Linked DNA regions of Mus musculus: region 1 is linked to region 2. A link is a contact called in public HiChIP or PLAC-seq data. All regions are on one chromosome and are shown on one strand. Each heading gives the region's core, a stretch centred on a gene start, on an enhancer-like site or on the middle of the called end of the contact. The rest is flanking DNA. Distances are from core to core; before and after follow the strand shown. Region 1 has its middle 58 kb from the start of Mbip. Region 2 has its middle 39 kb from the start of Gm22296.

What was found. HiChIP or PLAC-seq counts read pairs in DNA pulled down with a chosen protein or histone mark.
Region 1: a contact with region 2 is called in an H3K4me3 HiChIP or PLAC-seq map of the 230-238 cell line, with 4 times the contacts expected there. The contact joins two enhancer-like sites. A contact is called at or near these places in 4 of 115 datasets of contacts at active chromatin or transcription factors (the 230-238 cell line, embryonic stem cells and large pre-B cells) and 1 of 9 other capture datasets (embryonic stem cells).

The regions. Positions count from the first base shown.
Region 1 is chr12:56,402,231-56,405,669 of GRCm38.p6, forward strand. No RefSeq gene overlaps it. Among named protein-coding and RNA genes, the nearest start is that of Mbip, 58 kb to the left of the region's middle. Within about 2 kb of position 1,556, at least 23 of the 459 cell types and tissues checked have an H3K27ac peak or open chromatin away from gene starts, as enhancers often do. A contact at or near this core is called in the 230-238 cell line, where this site is marked.
Region 2 is chr12:55,947,881-55,951,427 of GRCm38.p6, forward strand. No RefSeq gene overlaps it. Among named protein-coding and RNA genes, the nearest start is that of Gm22296, 39 kb to the left of the region's middle. Within about 2 kb of position 1,326, at least 6 of the 459 cell types and tissues checked have an H3K27ac peak or open chromatin away from gene starts, as enhancers often do. A contact at or near this core is called in the 230-238 cell line, where this site is marked.

The DNA of each region.
Region 1 (3,439 bases), core at 306-2,805, 450 kb after region 2:
CCTAAACCTAAATTAGCATTATTAGGTCTTTTATAATGATCGTTGAAGCACGGAAATTAATTTTCTTACTAGCTATGACCATCATTCGCTGTGAGCACAGTATTAAGAGATAATGCCACGCACAGTAGGAAATCTCTATGGGCAGAAAATGAACGTGGTCATCCTTGGTTCACCAATTAGGAAACCTATTGTGTGGCAAAAACATCGTTTCTATGCTGTGATATGATCAAATAGCCATTAATTACCCTCACTAGTGAGAATTACCTTCTTTGTTGAAGGAGTATCACATTCCATATTATAGCTCAGACATGTCAGGAGAAACCAGCAACAAAAACATCAATTTCTAAAAATGATACATGTCATCCAAATCATATTAACCTGAAATGCTACGGGTCAAGTTAAATTAGCATAAGCTTTTTTGAAGAACCTGAATAATATAGTTTACCCCTTAGCCTTTAGATGTATTGATTAAATAGGTCATTGTCATCTGCCTACAAACACAAATATAATCAAAGTATACTGTTCTCTAGAAAACCAAATTAAAAACAAAACAAAACAATTAAACACATAAACAAAAAAACCAGTAGTATCCAATCCAGGTTCCAGGTAACTGAAAATGTGTTTACTGACTCATGCTGAGGTGACATAATAATGAGCAAACAAGTCCCTGGATGCTCTTTTGACATCTGGTGTGTGATTGTGTTGCATATGTTCGCACATGCATGTTTGAGTCCATCTATGCAAATATGTAGAGTGCCTTCAGACAGGGTGCAGGGGCTTTCGTGATAATCTCAAGGGAATCTATGGGCAGCCTCCCCTTCACGGCACACTGCCTTCAAAGGCTTGTAAAAGCAGCCACCCTGGAACGGAGTGATTTCACCGTTCAGCAGCCAAGCATGAACAAACATGAGTGTGATCATGAGCTGTGGAAGGCTCACTAGGCAGAGACATGGTGCACCGGTCAGGAGGAGACCTGCCTCAGGTTGCCAAGGTTTCATCTACCTTCTCTATAAACTGGGCCACTGTGGACTCTAGAGCTCATTTCCCTCATCTTTAGAACAGTACCAAAGGTTTTGTGTGTGTGTGTGTGTGTGTGTGTGTGTGTGTGTGTGTGTGTGTATATGAGAGAGAGAGAGAGAGAGAGAGAGAGAGAGAGAGAGAGAGAGAGAGAGGTCTCAACCTGATCCAAATACTGGCAAAAAAAATCCCAACAACAACAACAAAAACCTAGTAAACTTGACTAAATAAAAATTAAATCAGCACAGTACTATTAATAGTGATATTTTAGGATAGTCCAGCATAGCAGGTGGAAATGTGTACTGTAGAAAAGGTAAGCTCATGGATATATTGGTAGTGTTAACTATTCAAACCATGGTAATTTATTAGGCTATTCTGTCTATTTCTGTATATATTTTGAATTCCCTGAGTCCTCGCCCCGACCCTTGTGTTGTCACCTCAGTATCTATTCTGGATCTCTCTTCAACTCTCCCAGGGGCCCTCCTGTGAGCAACGATCATCACCCCAACCCTCTAGAGGAGACATCTTGTGACTCCTTTGGGAGTTTTCACTTGCAAACTCAAGTAACATCACAGTGATGGGATGGTGTGCTCATGTTTGTCACTCAGAAGTACCCAGAAGACGACTTCATTTCCTGAAGACATATTTAGCAACAGCATCGTCTCCTCATTGCTGAGAAATGTGCCATCCTGGCAGCAAGCACAATTGTTACAATGATCATTCAACTTACAAAACTAATGCTTCGTAGAAGAAACAATGTATCAATTGACCTGGGTTAGCCCTAGAATTTAAGGACCCCATTAGCATCAACCCTTGCTCAATCTACTGAAAAAATGGTTTTCTCTTATAGCTGAGATCAGAAGCCCTTCCAAAAGCAATCATTTGAGTTAGCTGAAGTGGGTATTAGCTCACATGGGGTAGATGGCTCCTCTTAAGGTCTTTTTAATTGTAGATACCTTTCTACAGGTAAAGAGAGGGTTTCTTGTTCATGTAGACACAAATTGAATAATTTCTTTTAAATATCTAGATACGATTTGTCTTTGAGGGTGGGGGTGGGGGTGGGGAAGAGAATCTCTTATAAGCCTCAGGACCCCATAATAAAACACAAAACCCCTCTGAACAAAAATTAAATCTCTGTGATTTTTTTCTGAAGTCTTTTTTTTAATGTTTTTAATTGAAAGAGTATTGCATCATTTCCTCTCTCTGTTTCCTCCCTCCAGCCCCTCCCAACTACCCTTCCTTAAACTCTTCCCATGTCCTTTCACTTTCAAGTTGATACCCTCTTCTTTGAGTATATGCTTTATATATGTAAAAATATATGTGTGTATATACACATATATACACACACATATACACACACACATACACACGCATATACACATACATATATATATACATACATGCATATATATATACACATATTTATGCACAAATATACATAAATATTATCTTCTGGGTCCGATTTTGTTGTTCTGTGTGTAGAATATGGCTTCAAGATTGACCACACCACTTTGAACAACCAATAAGAGAACTCATCCAAAAATCTTAGAGAAAGCCTACCCTAGGTGTGTCTCTAAATGATCTTTACAACAACCCACATTCAGCTGTCTGGAAGGGAAGAGGATCTTTTCCTTGAGTTGTCCTGGTCACCATAAACTGGAGATATGATCTGGTTGAAACTGGATGATATAAACCACATGGTGTGCTGGTGACCCCTGATACAATACCCTGCCCCTCTTTTGAGTTGACCTTCAAAGGGAATACCCAAAGCGTATCTGAGCATGTGCAAGGCCACAGATGTGTGCTGCCCTCTGCTGGCAAGCAGTTTGACTGCAGTTTTTTTTCCCCCAAGGGTATACTTGAGTAAACTGACTTCTTCCTGTTTCCCTTCCCAGCCGCATCTAAGAGAAATCACTCCTCGGGATGTACAAACTGAGTTCTGGATGGTGAGGATGGATTTTAGGGGCATGTCGGACCAAAGAAGCAGAAAGGCCACAAACCAGGGAAGTGCCACTATAAATCCAATATAGCCCACAGGGTTCCAATGTATTTGCTTTGTAGGGGGGACATTTTCATTTGAACCCTTGTGACATTTGAGTTACTTAATATTGAATGCATTCTGTGATGTATTCAGAAAATGCATTTCACTAATGTTTCCCTAATTCATGGGGGCTGCTGCTTTACCAGTCACTGTGATCCTTAGACTGTGGAGTTGCATAGCATGTAGATAGTCTGTAAAAAGTGCTTAATAAAAATCATTTAATTCTAAATTACATGAGTGCACTTAACCCTAAAGATATTAAAACTGATTGTTTGATGTATTGCCATGAGTAGGTAGAAATTCAAAAATAAAAGCTTCCTGCACTTAAATCGAAGAGCACGGAGCTCATAGCCACTCGGCACGAGTGCATGCATCAGTGTC
Region 2 (3,547 bases), core at 76-2,575:
AGCTTGGATGACACAGGCTGATGTTGGGCAACTTCTATTTCTCTCCAGCTTATTTTTGAGCCAATCTCCCACTGACCTTGGAGATTACATGTCAGCTAGGTGGGCCGGCTCTGGATCCTTCTGGAATCTGTCAGCTTCCACCCTCTCAGTGCTGGGGCTGCAGGCGAGCGTGCTTATGTGTGGCGGGTACGTGAGTACCGGGGAATCTGAGATCAAGTCCTCAGACTGTGCAGCAAGCACTGCGTCATGTCCCCAGCCCTAGAATGTGAGTCTGTGTACATACCCAGAGAATAATATATCCTCTCTTAGGTATATAATATATATCACAGATATGAATCCTCTGTCTGTTGGCAAAGATTTTTAACCCATCCTGTAGTTGTCTCTTCATTCTGCCAATGATCCCTGTGCTGTACTGTCCTTTAATCCCATTTATTGGATTTTGATATTTTTTTCCTATGTTATTGGTGCCCTTTTCAGAAAATTCTTGTCTGTGCCTAGATTTTGAGGTGTTAATCTATGTCTCCCTCTGGCAGTTTCAAGGTCACAAGTCTTATGTAAAGCTGTCAATCCAGTTTGAGTAGATTTTTGTGCCTGTGATATAGACTGCATTTCATTCTACACGTGAAGATGCAGCTTTTCTTAGCATCATTTCTTAATGAGGCTGTTGCTGGACAGCACACAGAGTCCATGCTGTGGACTCCCTTTGTAAATTTTGTAGATTTTGTAAACTTTGTAAATGCTCAAGGCAGGAAAATGGCCAGGCCCAGTCTTAGAAGCTCCATCAGCCAGGACCCTCCCCTCAGGCCTCCCTAACTGTCCTAAAGGTGTTTGCAGCCCCTCAATTAAGACCCTTCTCAGATTATGATAATTTTAGGAGAAAAATCTGAATAGGAAAACCCACCAGTCCCTGAGCAGGAAAACCTATCAATCCCTGAACAAGACAACTAACCATTTCCCCCAAGCTCAGGACTTGAAATCCCATCAATACTCACTCTAGAAATCTCTGTCCTAGAAAGCTCCTCTACCCCAAGAAACCCTTTATAAAGGCTGTGTCTACTCAGTTCCCTGCTGTCATTTCCTGGGGGCAGAGACAACTACTCCAGGATTCATCCCTCCACACCCTGGACCCTCCCAAATTTGCTGCCTGGTGTGACTCTCATTAGAAGACAAGAATGAAATGAATGAAAGAAGGGAAGGAGGGGGGGAGGAGGGGAAGGGGCGGGGCTGAGGCTCCTGAGTTCCCCTGGGAGCTGTACCACCTCTGCTGAGGAGGCTTCCTCTCAGAGCTCTGTGGTTTCTGGTTTCTCATGTTTCAGAATGCTCTTCCATTGAGACACTGTTTCACTTCGGAGCTGTGTGGTATCTTGGCCCCCTTGTCTCAGGACACCTTTTCATCTGAGCAGGAAGACCAACAGCTGTCTGTTTTTCAATGTATGCTTCTGATGCTTTTGCTAAAAATTAGGCGGCTGTAACTGCCTGGGTTTGTTTTGGGGGCCTTTGTTCTTGTCCATGAGCCTGTATGTCTATTTTTGGGCCAGCACCATGGTTTGTTACTATGGCTCTATAATATAGTTTGAGATCAGGTATTGTGATATCACAATGTCTTCAGTATCACTCGTTCTGCTAAGAGCTGCTTTGGATATTACTTTTAATGGGTTTGGGCCTCAATATGAATTTTAGATTATTTTTGTAGTTCTGTGAAGAATGCCAATGGGGTTTTGATGGCAATTGCATTAAATTTATAGAGATTAAAAGTGTAGTCAACTTTCCTAATATTAATTTGCCAATGATTGTGAGGGGTCTTTCTATCTTTTGGTGTTCTTTGATTTATTTCTCCAATGCCGTGAAGTTTTTATAGTGAAAACATTTCACTTCTTGGAATGTCACACTAGTAAGAGTCACAACCATCTTCTTGCTTCCCCATCCTTTGGCAACCACGATTCTGTCTGTATGGATCTGTATATGAGTGCAATAAATGTATATGGCTTTTGTGTCTGACTTCATTCACTTAGCATGCTTTCAAGATTAAGCTATGTTCTGGCAGGGGTTGGTACTTATGTTTTGGTGTGTATAGGCAGATATTTAATTATAATTAAAAATAATGTTTAAGTTAGCATACAAGGTATGGGTTTGTGTGTGTGTGTGTGTGTGTGTGTGTGTGTGTGAGAGAGAGAGAGAGAGAGAGAGAGAGAGTGTATGTGCATCATTACACTTCATTCTACTTCAAAATGATATTATTTTATGAGAGTAGGTATACTTGATTGTGCTTATTCCTGAATGGAGGATTGCCTGGCTTGTAAATGGAGGTGGGTCACTGAGTTCCCCACAAGTGGGGCTCAAGTTTTATTCAAGAGGCTTCTTCAGATCTGTTCAAGTCTTTTAAAGTATTTTTCTGAGACCCTGGGGTAGCTTAAGATGGATACAGCACATCATAGGAGAAAAAGACTTGAACTCTACATTTTTCTGTGTGATGTTTTGATACCTGTAACCTCTACGACTTGTCAGGGAGTTATGTATCCACAGAGCCAGCTGCTTTTTGGACAAGTCTCTTTAGAAGAGTCTCAAAGTCGATGTGTCTGAAATGCAATTCATTATGCATTCCTGGAAACATGTCTGACTCTCCATTTCCTCTCTGGTTGTAGGATGTTTTTATCTACCTGATCTCCCAGGCCATGAACCTAGGGGTCATCCTGGATTTCTCACTTTCCTTTTTTTCTAAACTAGAGTTGTCCCTTGTTTAAACTCTTGTGTGCTTCGTATTCTCTATCTCTACAACCCCTGCTGTTGGTTACTTCTCATAAAATCATGTGATTAATGAATTATCAGATATTTATTGAGTGACTGTTATATGTCAAATACTGTGCTAGCTTCTGAGGACTCAGTAGTAAGAAGAATCAACTTTGCTAGCTCTCAGGATGCTCAGAATCTAGAGGTACTGACATGTATTTTAGCTGATCTTGCTGCTTCTAGAACATGTGTGTAGTTCACCCTTTATGGAACTACTTGAGTTCTTTCTTTGTTTTCAGAATTTAATTCATTTATTCTCCTTTAAGCTCCTATACCACTTTTTCCCAACCTTGAAAGCTCTCACCCTCTCTCATGGCTCCTCACTAATTTCCTGACCTCTATGGGTATTCCAAATGAAATGCACAAACCTAAATATTCAAAGGTAACTTCTACAAATGACAGGAAACATTTGCTGTTTGCCTTTCTGAGTCTGAGTTACCTCACTCTGAATGATTTTTGTCTAGCTACATCCATTTACCTGTGAATTTCATAATTTTGTTTTTATTAATGGCTGAATAAGAGTCCATTGTGTAAATATACCACACTTTGTTATCTGTCCATTGGTTGGTGGACAATCTCACTTATAATAGAAACAATGTTAAGATATTGAGAATGTATTTGACAAATGATGTGGCCCTTAAGGTGGCCATTCTTTTTCAAGCTTGGAAGTTGGTTCATTGTGTGGATGGAGAAATGCCATTTCTGTTTAGGTCCCATCTATCTCAGCTGCAGTGTGAAGTCTGTCCACAAGGATGGCAAG